Regions from separate parts of the Rattus norvegicus genome. Here region 2 is linked to region 1. Evidence: chromatin contacts called from public Hi-C data. All regions are on one chromosome and are shown on one strand. The core of a region is the stretch at or near the end of the contact, and the rest is flanking DNA. Distances in the headings are between cores, read along the strand shown.

Region 1 (7,740 bases), core at 3,911-6,410:
ATACTTTATTAACTCCAAACTGGAAGCCCTCAAAAGGGTCTGAAGACATCTTCATGGCTCCTACAAATGCACACCCAGATGTCTGCACCCAGCCCTCCTGATTGCCCTGTGGCATTAGGGCTGACTCTAGGCAGCTCCCTTCCCTGATTTAGGATGTGCTCTGAGGAGATCCATGAAGCTTCCTGTGATGCCAGGCTGAGTGCTGCCCCGGGAGCTGTCAGCAAGGCTACTTGCTGGTATGCTGGCCCTGGGGCTTTTAGAGGGTGAGAGAGAAAGTGCAGGCACTGGGAGGAATGTGCCAGGTCTGTTTCTATTACTCTGGAAACTACTTTGAATCACCCAACACGGCTGGGGCTGCCCAGGGTAGAGTGCCCAGAATGTAGACATTCCCTCAGCTGTGAGGGAGAGGGAGTAAGACTTGGGGCTAAAGGTGGGAGCTGTGGTGTCCGGTTGGGTTTTTCTCAAGGAAGGATACATTGAAATCAAATGACCTTAATGTTGGGATAATCTCCCTGTTAGGTAGTGAGCTCCCTGCCCTTACAGTATTCAAAGGCCATATGCTCACACCCAGCGCTGTAACTCGAACTTTGGAAGAAAATTACTTTTTCCATCCTAGGATTTGCTGAGCTTGTGACTGTGATTCTGTCCCATGATTTTTAAACCCAAAGGCTTGTAGGCGCCTGCTATTGCTCAGTAATGTGCAGTGTGTTAACCAGGAGCAGGCTGGGCTGTATCAACACACCGGATTCCAGACGGAGACTAGTGATGGACCCATTCGCATCCTTAGTTTAGAATTAGGAATGCGAAGGCTAATCACTTTGTGTCACCATTGCCCTGAAAACCTGGAGGTATTCCTGGGAGGCCTGGCACCATGGGCTAAGCCCTCACATGGGTGGGGAGGGTGTCTCAAAGTTAAACAGGGCTAGTGAGGTTTCCTTTAGAGAGGCCCTTTCTGCAAGCATATCTCAGAGCTGGAGGATGGTGTGGCAGGGAGGGCAGTATCCTCTTAGTGAGTCAGGGGATGGTCAGACCTGGAAGCTCAGAAGTCCAGGTTGACATAAAGCTCAGAGGCAGATGGCCTGGCTAGCACGAACCAGGTCCCAGTGGCCATCGGCAAGAGAAGTCTGTAACAACCAACATGAAACAAAACAAAACAGAAAAAGAAGTAAGAGTACAAAACCAAACAGAACTGGAAAGCACCTTCAAAAGCACTCGGAGGGAAAGGCATGATGGGAAACTGGAGGTACTGTCCCAGGAAGGCAGAGGCTTTAGGACTTCAGGGCCTGGAGTTTCCTCCTTACACTTGCCACTCTAGCTCCTTGTGCATCTAGGGTAGATTGGCCGACGTCACTGACCTTTAGGTTCTCCCTCTGTAAACATGAGTAACCGTGAATGTCTCATCTCATTGAGGTGAGAAGGCTCACCCAGACCTTCGGGAGTGAGAACCGCTCAGGTTGTGTCTCTAAGTCTTGTTCTAGGAGGTGGAACAGACAGAGAAGTAGCTCAGGGTGGGGCTGAGAAGGCAAACTGTCCAACAGATGCCCTCCATCCAGGCACGGCGGCACCCTCTAGTGTGTGTGTTAATAAAATGCTAGGGGTGTAGTCCAGTGGTACCTGCCAAGTGCCTGGTACCTGTGGCAATGGAGGCTGCTGAGGACCTGGAGCCACCTACCTGCTTTGTCCCATCGGGTTTTCCACTGCATGCACAATCCATTGTCCTGCTGGCCAGGGATCACAGAAGACCCCACCACTTTGGAAGGTCAACAGAGCTGGCCTCAGCCTCCTGCTCTGTCCCCTGTCTCAAACTTTCTTGTCCAATAGCACCCTCCATTTCCTGACCTGCTACGTTGGTAAGCAGCTTTGCTATTTCTGGTTGCCTGAGAATCTACATGACCAACTTCTGGCATGCAGTAGGCAGCTAGAGTTGGAGAATGAGTACTGTGAGACAGTGGTCACTGCTCTATGGTCCTGAGTTGATGGCAGTGCCCCGTGTGTGAAGTTTAACTTCCTCAATGCTCCGGAAGTTTAGAAAGGCTGCAGCCTGTTAAATGACTCTCCTGAAGTTGCTTGAGTTGGTGAGTGATGTCAGGGTCCTAACCAGGTATTTCCTCTTTCAGATAATGCAGCAGTAAGGCCTGGCCTATGTTCAGGTCTCAGCCTTCCCATCTATAAAATGGGTGGATTCTCCCATGGTAATAGCATGCTCTGATTGTGTTGTCTCCCGTTCACTTTGCACGTTACAGCCGGAGACCTGTTTGCCCGTGCTGGCACTGTGGGGCAGCTCACCTGACTTGAAGGGCTATGGATGCACTTCTGGCTGTTGCCCTGTAAATATTTGTTTTGATCGCTGTACTGGATCTTCTTGATATTATGGTTGACTACTACTGGCAAAATTTTAGGGTTGGCCCTGATAGCCTTGGAGGATTCTCTTTTCCAGCATCTTCTTCTTTTGAAACAGGGTCTCAGTATATAGCCCTTGACTGGCCTGGAACTTAATATATAGACCAAGCTGACCTTGAACTCACAGAGATCTACCTGCTTCTGCCTCCCAAGTGCTGGGCTTAAATTTCTGCACCGCCCTACTTGGCTCTTTCAGTGTTTTTGATGGTAGGAGCTGTCAAAGACATCCGGTGCCCAGCAATGCCTGGGGCCATGGGCACACAGTCTAGAGCCCTGGCTCCAGGAAAGAGGATCAATGACCTAATAAATTTCCTGATGCAGCCTCCTGGCAGATCGTCATCCTCATTCCCCTGCAGAGTCTCCGTGGAAAGAGGCTGTCTACAGAGATCCCGTGATAACACACTACACTGCTCTCTCCAAGCCTCTGAGCCGGGCGGCCCTTCTGAGTGTTTTTAACCTGCTTCCCTCCTGCTGTAATTTAAGGCCCCTTTCTCTTGTTGAGTGCAAATGGAGAACAGCTGCTTACGCTCATCCTCCGACATCAGCAATTTCTCAAGATGACCCTGGGAGACAGGCCAGGGTCATTAGACCCAATTTGGTGCTCAGCAAATATGTATTTCTTCTTCCGCTTGTCGGCCACAGCCTGGCTGGTTAGGCACGATGAGTAGCTACATGTTTATTAGGGTTCTTTGCAAGAGTTCCTGATGTCTTTCTGCACTCCAGATCCCGGAGGGCAGAGATCCTGCCTGTTGGATTTGTTCAAAGAATGCTTTTCTGTGGCCCTGGCTCTGCATGGCAGAGGCCGCTGTACTAAAAGGCAGAGTTTTGGTATTGGCTGGAAGTTGATGTCTCCTGCAACTTCTGTGGCCTTGGATGCAGCTTTGTTTCCGGGGTGCTTTTTTCTTTTCTTTCCTTTTTTTTGGGGGGGGGTAAGGGAGGGGGCTATAGCTATGTAGCCCAGGCTGGCCTTGAGCTCTTAGGCCGCCTGCGTCTGGCTGTTGGGATTACAGGCTGTACCTCAGTACATGCCCTTGGGAATTTCTCTTCAATCAGCAAGAGCGGTGGATTTTCTGCTGTCCCAGAGGGGCCAAGGGGAAGAACTGTGAGGCTGGTTAGAGACTCTTGGGCTTCTGTCACTTCTGAAACGGGGAGGGGGCAGGGACAAAATGTAACCAGGCAGCCAACCAGCCCTGTCACTCAGAGCAACAGTATCAACAACAAGGAGGGACAACAGTCCTCAGGGCTGCTGGGCACACTTCCTTTCTGACTCAGTTCCAAGTGGCTTGTTCTCCATTTTTTCTCTCTAAATCGTGCAGAGAAACAGAGTAATGATGTTTAGAAAAACAGGTGACTCCTAGGGTAGCGCTCCACCCCTTTTTGGCCTCCTCCCCAACTGACCTCACATTTTCCCCAGCAGAGGGTCTCTAGGTCCCAGGGTTCTTGGTTCCTCACACCTGTGTCCCTCTCCCTATTGGTCAAGGGCTTTAGGGACACAGATAACCCGAATCCCATCCTGGACTCCTTTATTCCTGGAGGCCAAAGGCCACAGTAGCTCCTCAAAACTCTTGGAGCTCAGGGCTGAACAGCTCCTTAGGTTTGCTGGAGGCTGAGATCAGGACAGTCCGGGCCGCTAATCCCTGTTGGTAGCAGTCAGGTCCCAGGACAGCTGAAGAAGGCTGACAGGTTTTTGGACCTCAAAGAAAAAAATGTCCTCTCTTCCATCTGCTTCTGCATCTGCCAATAAGCTGTCTTCCTAAGAGCCACTGTAGCCACCTCATCCTCAGGGCACCTCTGGAACCCGGGGCCCTTGTTGGAAAGAGACAGAGGAAGGCAGGAGAGGGGTACAGCATGTGTGCGTGGATAAGAGGTGTGTGTGCACGTGTGTGTTGGTCCTGCTTATATCTTACATAGACAAATGATTGGGGTCAGGTAAACACATTCAGAACTCATACACCCCAAGGCAGTGGTTCTCAACCTTCCTAACACTACGGCCCTTTAATATAGTTCATCATTTGTTGAGACCCCCAACGATAAAGTATTTTTGAGGCTACTTCATACCTGTAATTCTGCTACTGTTATGAATTGTAAATATCAGTGTTTTCTGATGTCTTTGGTGACCTCTGTGAAAGGGTCCCTTGAGAGGGTCGCGACCCACAGGTTGAGAATCTCTGCAGTCTAATCCAAAGCCTGTTGGATGGTGGGCGTGGGCCTTTGCTAGTTGTTGACCCTGAGCAAATGATGGGTTTCCTCATTCGTATTAATTTCCTAGATGCACAGTGGGGCAAAGTTTGTCCCAACAGATGTTTACTTTAGAGGCACATTGGGAGTCTCAGTCCAAGTCACATTAAAGAGGACCCAACTGGGAGACAGGAGCAGGGGATCCTCCCACTCTGGGTAAGATGTGGGCATGTTAGTTCCCTTCTGAGACTTGTTGAAGAACATGCCGGCGACTGAGAGGGAACCGGCACCAGCTCTTCTCAGACTTCCCCTTTGTCCTTTCTGGGGACGCTGAGAAGGAGGCTTCCCCATCCACACAGTCATTCTGAGAGCCCACCCTCCATAGCCCTCTGCTACCCAGGCCTGCCTTCTTGGAGGTTACGTACTAGGTAGATGGAGGGTAACACTTCCTCATCTGGGGAAAGCTGGCTTGGTGATAGGCCTGGAGGCTTCTGGATCTGCCTGGATCCAGTCCCTCCCTGTTAATCCTCAGCCACCTGGGTTGATGAACCTCACTGGCCTCAGCTTGAAGCCTGTGAAGAGACAGGAGTCGGGCCAGACATGGGCAACAGGGCAGAGGGCACTGCCTGTGCCCTCTGCTCTGCACTGCATTGCTACAGGATGGGGGGCGGAGTTCTGAACTGCTTCACCTCTCTTCCGTGTCAGCTCCAGCATAGCACACGCACAAAGCTACCTTTTACAGGTAGGAAATTATAGGTGCTTCTACTTCAAAGGCCTTGGCAACCACGGCTCCTCTTTGATAGATGTCAGTATTATTAATGGTGATTTATTGCTGGGGCCATTTTGACAACAGAAATAACCAGTTTCCCCACTTTCTTGGCTTCCTATCCCCAACACCTTGAGGTGTCTTTTTTTTTTCTTTTCCTGAGCTGAGGTGGGATGAAGGTTACCTCCCTACACAAGGAGGTTCCGGGCATCTGTTAAAGGCACAGTGAGGTATCTAGCTTATTAACTTGTCATTGGGTGTCATAAAGTTTAGTGAAATGCTGGCAGAGTGTAATCCTAAACAGGGCAATTACCCTGTTATTATAGCAGCTTTCTCCTGGCCCTCACTGCTTCCTCCTCCTCCTTTCTCCTGCTTCCTTCCCTCTGTCTTTCCTGGGTCTCTGCCCGCCTCTTTTGGTTGTGTGGTGCTTATCTAACCTCTACCTGCCTTGATTGATTAGCCAGAGCAAATGTCCATCAGTTCTGCAATTCCAGAGTTAAGCTTGGCTTTGGCTTCGCAGAATGGGAAGAGCTAGCCCATCTTGCTGCTAGCAGAGTTGTGGGGTCAGGTTGCTGTACAAGGAACAGTAGTAGCTAGCGGGAATTTGGCTGGGTTCTGCTCCTAGGTAATGGTGTAGAAGTTAGCAGGCAGAGCTCACAGGTAGCGTTAGGCCAGGGTTCCTTCCGGGATTCATCTCCCCCAGCTTTTGCTTTCAAATCTGAGCCAGAGGTAGGAAATAGAAGAGAGAGGCAGCGGTAGCATAGTGGGGACCGGAACAGAACAAAATGCCCGAACTGTGTTCCCATGTTGCCACGTAGCCGGCTTCATTCCCTCATCTGAAAGTAGTTTTCTCAGCGCACGCACCAGGACAATTATTCCTGCTTCGCTTACTTCACATGGGTAACGAGACTTCGCACCGAGAAGAGCAAATCAGATTATAGGTGAACCACAACGGCCAATTGCCGCACTCATCAGAGGGCGACTGCCACCTCACACAAAGGGCTACAAGGGTTATTTTCCTCTCACCGAGTTCCTGTTCTTACTCCGAAGGAGTAGAAGTGGTGCTTTGATCAACAACAGGCCACTCACATGAGGGCAGGCCCATTCCAGGTATTGCCTGGTGACGTCATGGCCATCCGAGGTTGTCAGTATTCTCCACGTGCTGTCCACGTGATGGGGGACAGTGTTTGTCAGCCCGTGGCTCCTCCTTCGGGACTGCCCGCTTGTCGTCAGGAGTGCAGTCTGTTTCTTAAGGTTGTGATGACCTTAGTTTCTAAAGCTTCCTGGTAGGTATTGCTTGACTCACTCTCTGAACAATGGGGACTTTGAGGCACATTCCTGACGAACAGTTGGTGCACGCCACCATGCTGGGTTAGGAACACACTACCAAATAGGCTGGCAGAAAAACTGTAATAGGATCTTGAGAGGTTCTTGGAGACTATCTAGTTGAAATGTTCTGTTTTATAGCTGTGCAAATTATACTCAAAGAAACAGAACGGACGGCTTTGCTAAGAGCCGTCGGGGAGGGCTGGGGCCAGATTTCCCTCTCCTGGCCACTTGCAGAATGCTGTCTTCCCCCAAATATTTACCTCTGAGCCTGTCTCTTCCTTGGAAGGCGCATCCTCATCAATTAGCTGCCACAAAAGCAGCTTTATCTACACCTTAGTATGAATTCGGTCAGTACATTGTTCTTCAGGTATGCGTAAGGTGTTGGGGACACAGACCAGGGTCTCACACATGCTAGTAGGTGCTTCATTACCTAGCTGTGAATTTCCTCTTCGGCCATACAGAGTTGGGCTGTATTCCCTGACAGGGGAGCTTCTAGCTCTGGTGAGAAGAAGGGCCATCAAGGACTTATGACCCTCACCCTTTAAATTCTTGCTGCTTGCCTACCCTGTTGGGCTGGGCACTGCTTCCTGAATTAGCCGCTCTCTGTCTGTAGTCTGCAGCCTGTTTCTCAAGAGCTGTTGGAGAGCAGGGCTGGATGAAAGATGGGAGTCAGACAGGCTTAAAAATGGAAAACCTGCAGACAGGTTTAAAAACAGAGAGCAGCCAGATGGAGTGAAGTGGTCACCCCCCTAAACACTTGCCTGCTTGTCTATTTTCCGCTCTCTTTCCCCGTGGTTGGAGAACACGTGGAGATGGATGAGGACTTCTAAGGTCCACCTGCCTGATACAGGCAGTCTGTGAACCCTTGCTGTGTCCCAGGCATGGTGCTGCCTGCAGGGTGGTGAGAAAGAGACACCCTTCCAACCTTGAGGAACTCAAGTCTGGGGCCACACATGAGGCAGAGGAAGAGACTTCTGCTGCAGGGCCAGGCTTCCTTGTTTTGGCCATTAAGTAACCATAGTGTTCTTTCTGTGGCTTATTTTGAACATTTAGTAGAGTTCAGGGAG
Region 2 (7,480 bases), core at 1,343-3,842, 38 kb after region 1:
AACTCTCTCAGCTAAGACTGAAGACTATGGGGCCGTGCCCGTTCTTCTGGGAATGTGTCACTTCACATAAAGGCAGTCCCGAGTCCTTCCTTCCAGAAGCTTATCTTCCCCAAGACAGTAGTAGCTGTCATTTAGATAGCTCTCAGCTTGAAAAAGTTTTGTGTACCTGCAGACCACCTCTACGAGGTGGGAACAAACTCCACAGTACACGTGATGGTCCTTTATTCTGATTTGGCCACAGATCCATGAGAGAGGTAATATTTCCCTCCTTTTACCAATGGGGGAAAAAGTCAAGACTGACAGAGGTCAAGACCACAGAGCCAGTAAGCAGTGGTGTGAAGTTGGTGAACCCCGGCCTGCCCAAGTACAAGGTGCTTTCTTATAATAATATCGCTGTTCGTTCCTGCGTAGCATTTTCTTATTTACTCCCCCCACCCCACATCGTCTCCATTATCCTAGGGCCTTCCCCTAAGGTAGTGACCTTGGCATGTTTATGTCTATTCTTGGAACACCTGCCATATTGGGTAACTCAACTGGCACCCAATGAATATTGTCCTATTGATTGATCGCCAACTGTAGTGGGCGGCGCTAAGAGCATGGGAGCTGATACGTTTTTCTATTTATCTACTTATCTAAAAAAAGGTTTAAAAAAATCACATTTACTTATGGGTGAGAGCCCTGGCATGGAGGTCAGAGAACAACTTGCAAGAGTTGGTTAAGTCTCTCAGTAGGTGAGCGGCAGGGACTGACTGAGCTAGCTAGTCAGGCATTGTGGCAGGTGCTGTTACCAGCTGAGTCATCTCGCTGGTCTTAGTTTTGATTTTATCCATCGATTTGTGGTGTGTGTGTGTGTGTGTGTGTGTGTGTGTGTGTGTGTGTGTGTGTGTCTGTCATATGCATGCATGCAGGCATGTGTGTGGTTGCCGGAGAACACCTTGCTACAATTCTCTCCATCTACTCTGTGGGTCCAGGGCCCTAGCTCAGGTCATCAGGCTCAGTGACTAGCGCCTTGACCCACAGAGCAGTCTTGCTGGCCCAGCAGCTGATGCTTATCACACATGCTCTGTCAGTCTCAAAGCCAGGTCTAGCTAACCACGATCGGTTTCAGTCCTTCCAGCGGTTACCAGAACTAGCCTTTGGCAAGCAGACAGCTAGCATGTGGTAGGGATAAGATTTGAATTATAGCTTTCCCTGACTCAAAATTATGTGCCCCTCCGCCCCTTTACCACCCCAGGCTTATTTATGGAAAGGTGACCTTCACCTGTGGAAAGTCCCGGTGAAGCTGCTTGGGTGCTTGCTGCTCCATGCCTACCTGGCTCAGGGAGACAGGAACTGGGCGGCCCCTGCTAGACGGAAAGGCATCTCGGGAAATGGAGGCTTCGGTGGCAAGCATAACCTGCTCAGATGTCTAAAGTGGTTAAAGGAATGTGGATCACGTTATAGGTGTTTGGTTTTTACCATGACTGCTGAATCGGTAACGACCTGTTCCAGAGCCACCGCTGGATTCAGAAGGAGCTGGCAAAGGCCACTGGCAAATGCCGTGAAGGATTACGGCAGTGTGGATGGCCGTCTTAAGGCCTGAGGCAGAGACTGAGGGTTCCTATTCCAGGTAGATTTTGTTCCTTTGTTCTAACATCGGTTCCCCTTCCCCATTTCTTTCAGGCAAGGAGGAAGAACACGGTCGGGTCTCCTGATTCATTGTGTCTCAATGGGTCCAGTAGACTGGATAACGGGGTACATATGAAAAAAACGGGGAGCAAGAGGGTATGTGGATGAAAGCAAAGAGCCCCAAACCAAAACAGAACAAACCCCCAAAACCAAAGCAAGCAAACAACAACAAGCAACCCGTCCCCCCAATCCAATGTCTTGTACCTCTAGGTTCCCACTCTGACCAGCAGGGCTTTTAGAGCCCGCTCTCCCAACCGGCCAGCATGCCAAGTCCTCAACCCCTCTGGCTAATCTCCTGGTTTTTTTTTTTTTTTTGTTTTTTTTCTTCTTAGAGTCAACATTCAGGCCTTCAGCACCCGAATGGACTAAGCTTACTGAAGTCACCGGCAGGTAACTTGATCAACGGCTGAGACAGCGCCCATGGTGGGAATTAAGCAGTGCCTGAGCCGCAGAGGCGTGGGGAAATGACCTTGAGTGACTGTGGCATGCGGGCAGCCTTGTTTCACATGAGGACATCGCCTGCTCTGCATCTGCCTTGCACACTGAAGGCTGTGTGCGTCCAGTGTCTGCAGGGTCGATGGTGACATTTCTCTTCCAGCCTCTTGCTCCAGAGGCGGGAGCCATGTGTCAACAGCCAGGCCTCAGGCAGAACGGCAGAACTCCTGGTCCTGCTCTGGCTGACTGGTGACAGATAGGGCAGCTTACAGTAGAGAAGGGAGTGGGTGGCGTTGCTCTCCGGTGTTTCCAGCCCTCCACCACCCTAGCTGCAAAAGACCATCCCAGCAAATGATCTGATCTGTTCTGAGGGTCAAGGGTCACAGTTGAGAGACGCACGGCCAGACAGGTGTCTAGGAGCCATATGCTGACACCAGCCAGTTCCAGAAGGTGATACTGCTCTGTCCAGGAGCCAGTGGCACAGGAGAAACTTGAGGTCTTTTGGTTTGATGAGCATTGTTAGCTCTGACTTCAGATAAGCAGAGCAAACAAGCCACAGTCCAAGTGGGAACTGGTTCTGCCCCTTTGTTTTGCTTTTCTAAGTCATCAAAGCCAAGTTTCTCAAGCCTGAATACCTCTGCTTTCTGATGGTCCCATTGTGTTTTTATTGTGCTTCTGACAAGTGCTAACAGACCACTTTCAAAGTGTGTTGATGTTTCGGTTGTTTTTGAATGGCCCTTCTGTTTTCCTGCATCTGGGCAGCATTAGCCTCTGGCCCCAGGGAACGACTGGGTTCCTATAAAAAGTGTACCAGGTCCCCTTATGTGGAAAAACTGGCCAGGACAAGATCAGACACCCATCTGGGCAGGAACATACAGCACAAATGTGAACACCATTCACCAGCTGCAGAAGCCAGGTCAGGCTGGGAAGAGGCCAGTGAGCCTTGCCAAATGGACTGTGGGTGTTCTCTTTCTGTGTGTGGACACATTGTGATCTTCCTGAGGGAGGATACCAATAAGAAGAGTGCCTGGCACTAGGCAATGCCACCAAATGTTTGTTGTCCCTCTGTCCTCTTAGCTCAAGTTGCTTGTCAATTACCAACATAAGAGGCTCCTGAGAACTGGCCACACAGGGACCAGAGTTGGGACACACAGGACAGTCTAGAGTTCAGAGGGTTTACTAGGAGAGAGAGGCAGACCTTATCTGTTTGATATCTGAGCTTTCTTGAGGGATCTTTTGCTCTATTGCTTGAAGGGCTAAAGCAGGGAGCGGGTAGGGCAGGGTGGGCATGTTTCCTCCAGATTCTATCTAGGGGTTGTATGGCTGGCTCGTTCCTTTGTGCTTCTGTTGTGTGTCCTGCCTTCCCTTCACCATAACACTTTAGGCTAAGCAAAGTCAGGTTCAAAATGGCTGCCTCCAGTGGAAGAGTCTTTGGGTATGGACGAGGCTTCCAGGAAGTGAGCCACACGTATCATCTCGCTCATTTAATGCTATCCGCAGACTCTCTCGCTTGTCCGAAGGCTATCTTCATTTTTTTTTTTCTTTTAAGCTGGCTGAGTTTCCCTTTAGCTCCAACCTCACCAGCTCATGAACTGTCTGTCCTCCCTTGAGTTTCCAGAGTTGCAGGGCTCTCCCCTAACTGACTTCTAGTCTACTCTGGGACTCATGTTAACGAGATCCCATCTTTATTCCTTTACCCCGATGCATCAATCCCTGCTCCCATCCCCACCCCCTGTTGAATTTATACTAGGAGTCAGAGGAGCTGAGACTGGCTGGTGCTAAGCGATCTGGTGCTACTGTTAGATAAGCAGGTCGCCCTGATGAGGGAAACACTAGCGGTTCTAAAACAGGACTATGGAGTCTCTTACACCTGCAGTAGATATTTATATCTATAAACACATCGGGGTGGGCAGGGATTGCCCTGTCTGTGTTCATAAGGCCTTAGACCTCTTGAGTCTCCCTTCATCTATGGGAGGCCCTCCCTGGCTTTTGCTTCAAAATGTAAATTATTGCATCAGTCAGCTTTCTGTTACTGTAACAAATATCTGGACGATCAACATATGAAGAGAAAAGATTCACTTCTGTGCCTAGTTTTGGTCATAGACTAAAAACCTACGGAGGACAGGCAACGCAGTAGCCAGCACTTGGACCTCGACTTACTTAGCCTCCCAATTTCCACTATGGCAAGAATTTTGTTGGCCCCTGTTCCTTCAAGAACAAGAAAACAAATGTAGACAGCTCTAGAGCCTGACAGGCTGAGATGGTGGGTCACAGAGAAGTGGAACATGGCATCCATGAAGCAAGAGTATCCTCAGGAGGGTATTTCTTGAGTCTCTGGATGGGCCTGGTAGAGAACCGTGTGGTCTTATGTGTGTATATGCTTGTGAACACCTGTCACTTTGAGAAATTTCCAACTCTATGTAGCAGTTTCCTTCTCACCAGGGTCTCTCCTTGTCTGAAACTTTAATTTTATAGCTGTGGCTGTTAATGCATCATGGGTACCACCGTCAATAAATATTTATTGAGCTTTCACTGGGCACAGCGTGTTGAAATAGAAACTATATATTTGCCTCAAGAGGAGCTGAAGGCAGATGGGAGAAGATTTGAGGAGGGGCGGGAGAGATGTCTGGGTAGCCTGTCCCAATCTTGAGATTTTTATGGCTTCGTAAGTCAATGTGCCAAGGTCTCCTTGACTCACATGGGGTTGTCAGCTCAAGAGAAGAGGGCTTCAAGAGATGCCTGGGCCATGACAAAGGAAGCCACCATCAGAAAACCCACTAAGAAGTATGGAACACTGCAGCCAGAAGTTGGATCATGTCATGTAAGGACCCAAGTGCTTCACAGGGATGAAGGACCCCTTTGACCTTTCCATGGTGCTCAGCAAGGAACTCTTTGCTGATGAGATGCTGACTCGCCTTTGGTTAGGGAGTTCACAATGAGCATAGAGGTCTTGGAAATTGGAGTCCATTGGTGCTCTGACAGAAGACCAAGTCTTCTTTGATGCCCAGTGGTAGCCTGGCAGGAGGCCTCCATGGCAGAAGCCCTTGGAGTGGGGTGGGTTGGGAGGAAGGCTGCTGGGAGGGCGTCTGTATGTTTCTGAAGGAGCTCTAGTTAATCAGATCAGTAACAGCCTGCTACCCCTGTAGCGACTCAGGCCCCCTGAGGGGTTTTCTTCATCATTATGAAGATGAACACGGCTCTAAGAATTCCTCTTGGGCTTGGGATTTCTGTTAATTGCCCCCATATTTATGAGAAGATGAGCAGATCATGGATGGGGTTTCCTTCCTTTGGAGCAGAGTTTGGGCACCCTTTGCAAAGAGGCTTTGGCCAGTGAAGGTTATGGAAAGACTGATCAGGATCTCAAGGGTCAGGATGCTCAGTCCTCAGGGGTCCAGCAGTCAAGCTATTGTCACCAACATTCCTTCTGTCCCAGCCAGAAGGTGAAACAGAAAGCAGGTGAGGTTAAGTGCCCAAGGCAATGCCATGGGAGTAGATCCATGGCATCAGGAAGAGGCAGGGAGTCCGGGTTACAGTTCTGTCTGCTGCCCTGGGGCAGGAACAGGAGACTGATAAAGCAAAGACTGAGGTTTCTTCCTTAGGGAAAGTGGTGCTCAGTGAATCCCAATCTAGCCCCTCCTGTGAGGTGAGGCTAGAGGTTATGGTACCGAAGGGAGCTGAATAGAGAAGTAGAGAGACAGGGTTGTGTGGGCCTGGTCTACCCAGTGCTAGTTTGCCTGCAGGCCCTTTACTTCCCTTTCCCTTATCCTTCAAGTACAGAAAGCCAGAGTAATATCTCACACAATTGTTGGGAGTAGCAAATGCAAAAGTATGCATAGAGATGCGCAGTGGGGCCTGGGGGCACAGCTTGGTGGCTGGTAAATATTTAAATCATTGTAGGGAGAGCCTCTGGTGATTAAAGGTGTCGGTATGGACCACCTCCACCTCACACTGGTGTGAGTGTCCTGGCTGTTACTCTTTGTAGGCCTCTCCACAATAAACCTTCAGTCACGTGACTGGGACGGGGCTCTTCAGACACCAGCGGTAGCTGTGAGGTGCTTTGTCTGTGACTCAGCTTCCTAGTGCCTGGGATCAGCTGTCACTTGGTGAGCAGCACAGCCCTGGGGGAGCGGGCTCCGAGGCTAGCCTGATCTGCTGCCACTTGTCTCACAGTCTGGGTGGGTGTAGTTGTTTCCAAGTGGAGTGGAAACCATATGGGGCCAGGCAGGGTAATGGTGCCCCTGGCGCCCTGGGATTTCTTCATGGCTTTCCTTCGAGGCTCTGTTGGTGCCTGGCTCCCCCATAAAGCCATTATGTACTGGGAGCATTAATCATGCCGTTGGGTAGGCACTGTGGCACTTTCATGGCAGCTTTGAAGCTAATCTGTCACTAATGCCTGCTGGATTATCATGATTTCTTGCAGTCGTGATTCATTAACTTAAAGCCTAATAGTAATTTTATCAAACACCCTCCATCACTCTTCGCCCCAACATGCCTGCCCATCCCCGCTCGCTGTTCCATGGTGGCAATGTCACAACCAGCAACCTGTGTGGTCTCCCCCCCCCCAAAAAAAAAAAAAAACGAAGCCCCACAGAGATGGGCATGTCCCCGAGCTGGCTAGAAGCTGTCCAGTGAGTCCTCTGCCCAGGCCCCGAGCCTCTTTCCCCACACACTGCTATCCCGTATTCCCCACACTTGGCAGTCCATTGTAGAAGGCTTCTCTGCAGGCTCGTGGTGCCTTTCTTGAAATGCTAGCTTTAAAGGGGATTTTTAAATCTTAGTTTATTATTCAACAGTGCACTTATGTATGTCACACACACTGATCATACTCACGCATACCTAACCACCCTTATTGTCCTTTCACCCCCTTCTTCCACCCTTTGCTTCCTTCCACCCAGTCCTCATCCCCACCCATAGACCTAACCCATGGGTCTTTCTGGTTTGTTTTTGCTTTGCGGCCCACTGGGCTTGACCAGGGCTACTCTCCAAGGTGTGGGTGTGAAGCAATCCCAAAGCACAATAATTCGCCAGTGACTGTATAGTTGAAGAAAATGACTTCCCCATCTCTTCCTTCTATAGCCATTAGCTAGCTCCCCTGGGAAGGGCCCACAAGCCCCTCCTCCGTTATGACGGAATGTGAAACCTCTGCTTTTAAAAAGTGAACACAGGACAAGTCCTATTGACTGATGAACCTAGGCTCTAGGCACTTGGGCCCCGTGGGCATGGATAGGTCAGGAGGAATGACTAAGTACCCTGGGAAAGAGATCTGCCTTCTCTCCTTCCCCTGGCCTCTGGCTCACGGGGAAGAGGTGGGCAGCAGATAAGACACTGGCTGTGCTGTGGTTACTGTTCGGCCCTGACTGGCCAACATTGACAAAAC

What was found. Hi-C and Micro-C count contacts between places; a contact is called where the count stands out from the background.
Region 2: a contact with region 1 is called in a Hi-C map of liver, with 2.5 times the contacts expected there. The contact joins two enhancer-like sites. A contact is called at or near these places in 4 of 12 Hi-C or Micro-C datasets (hepatocytes, kidney and liver).

What each region holds. Positions count from the first base shown.
Region 1 is chr16:71,867,566-71,875,305 of GRCr8, forward strand. It overlaps LOC108348411 (a long non-coding RNA gene), which reads left to right. Exons shown (of 5, transcript XR_005494965.2): 5 at 1-2,908. Among named protein-coding and RNA genes, the nearest start is that of Rpl21l3, 50 kb to the left of the region's middle. Within about 2 kb of position 5,161, at least 17 of the 93 cell types and tissues checked have an H3K27ac peak or open chromatin away from gene starts, as enhancers often do. A contact at or near this core is called in hepatocytes and liver, where this site is marked.
Region 2 is chr16:71,907,954-71,915,433 of GRCr8, forward strand. All of the region lies in intron 2 of LOC134482408 (a long non-coding RNA gene), which reads right to left. It overlaps LOC108348412 (a long non-coding RNA gene), which reads left to right. Exons shown (of 5, transcript XR_010058460.1): 1 at 1-1,609; 2 at 2,001-2,058. Among named protein-coding and RNA genes, the nearest start is that of Rpl21l3, 90 kb to the left of the region's middle. Within about 2 kb of position 2,593, at least 7 of the 93 cell types and tissues checked have an H3K27ac peak or open chromatin away from gene starts, as enhancers often do. A contact at or near this core is called in hepatocytes and liver, where this site is marked.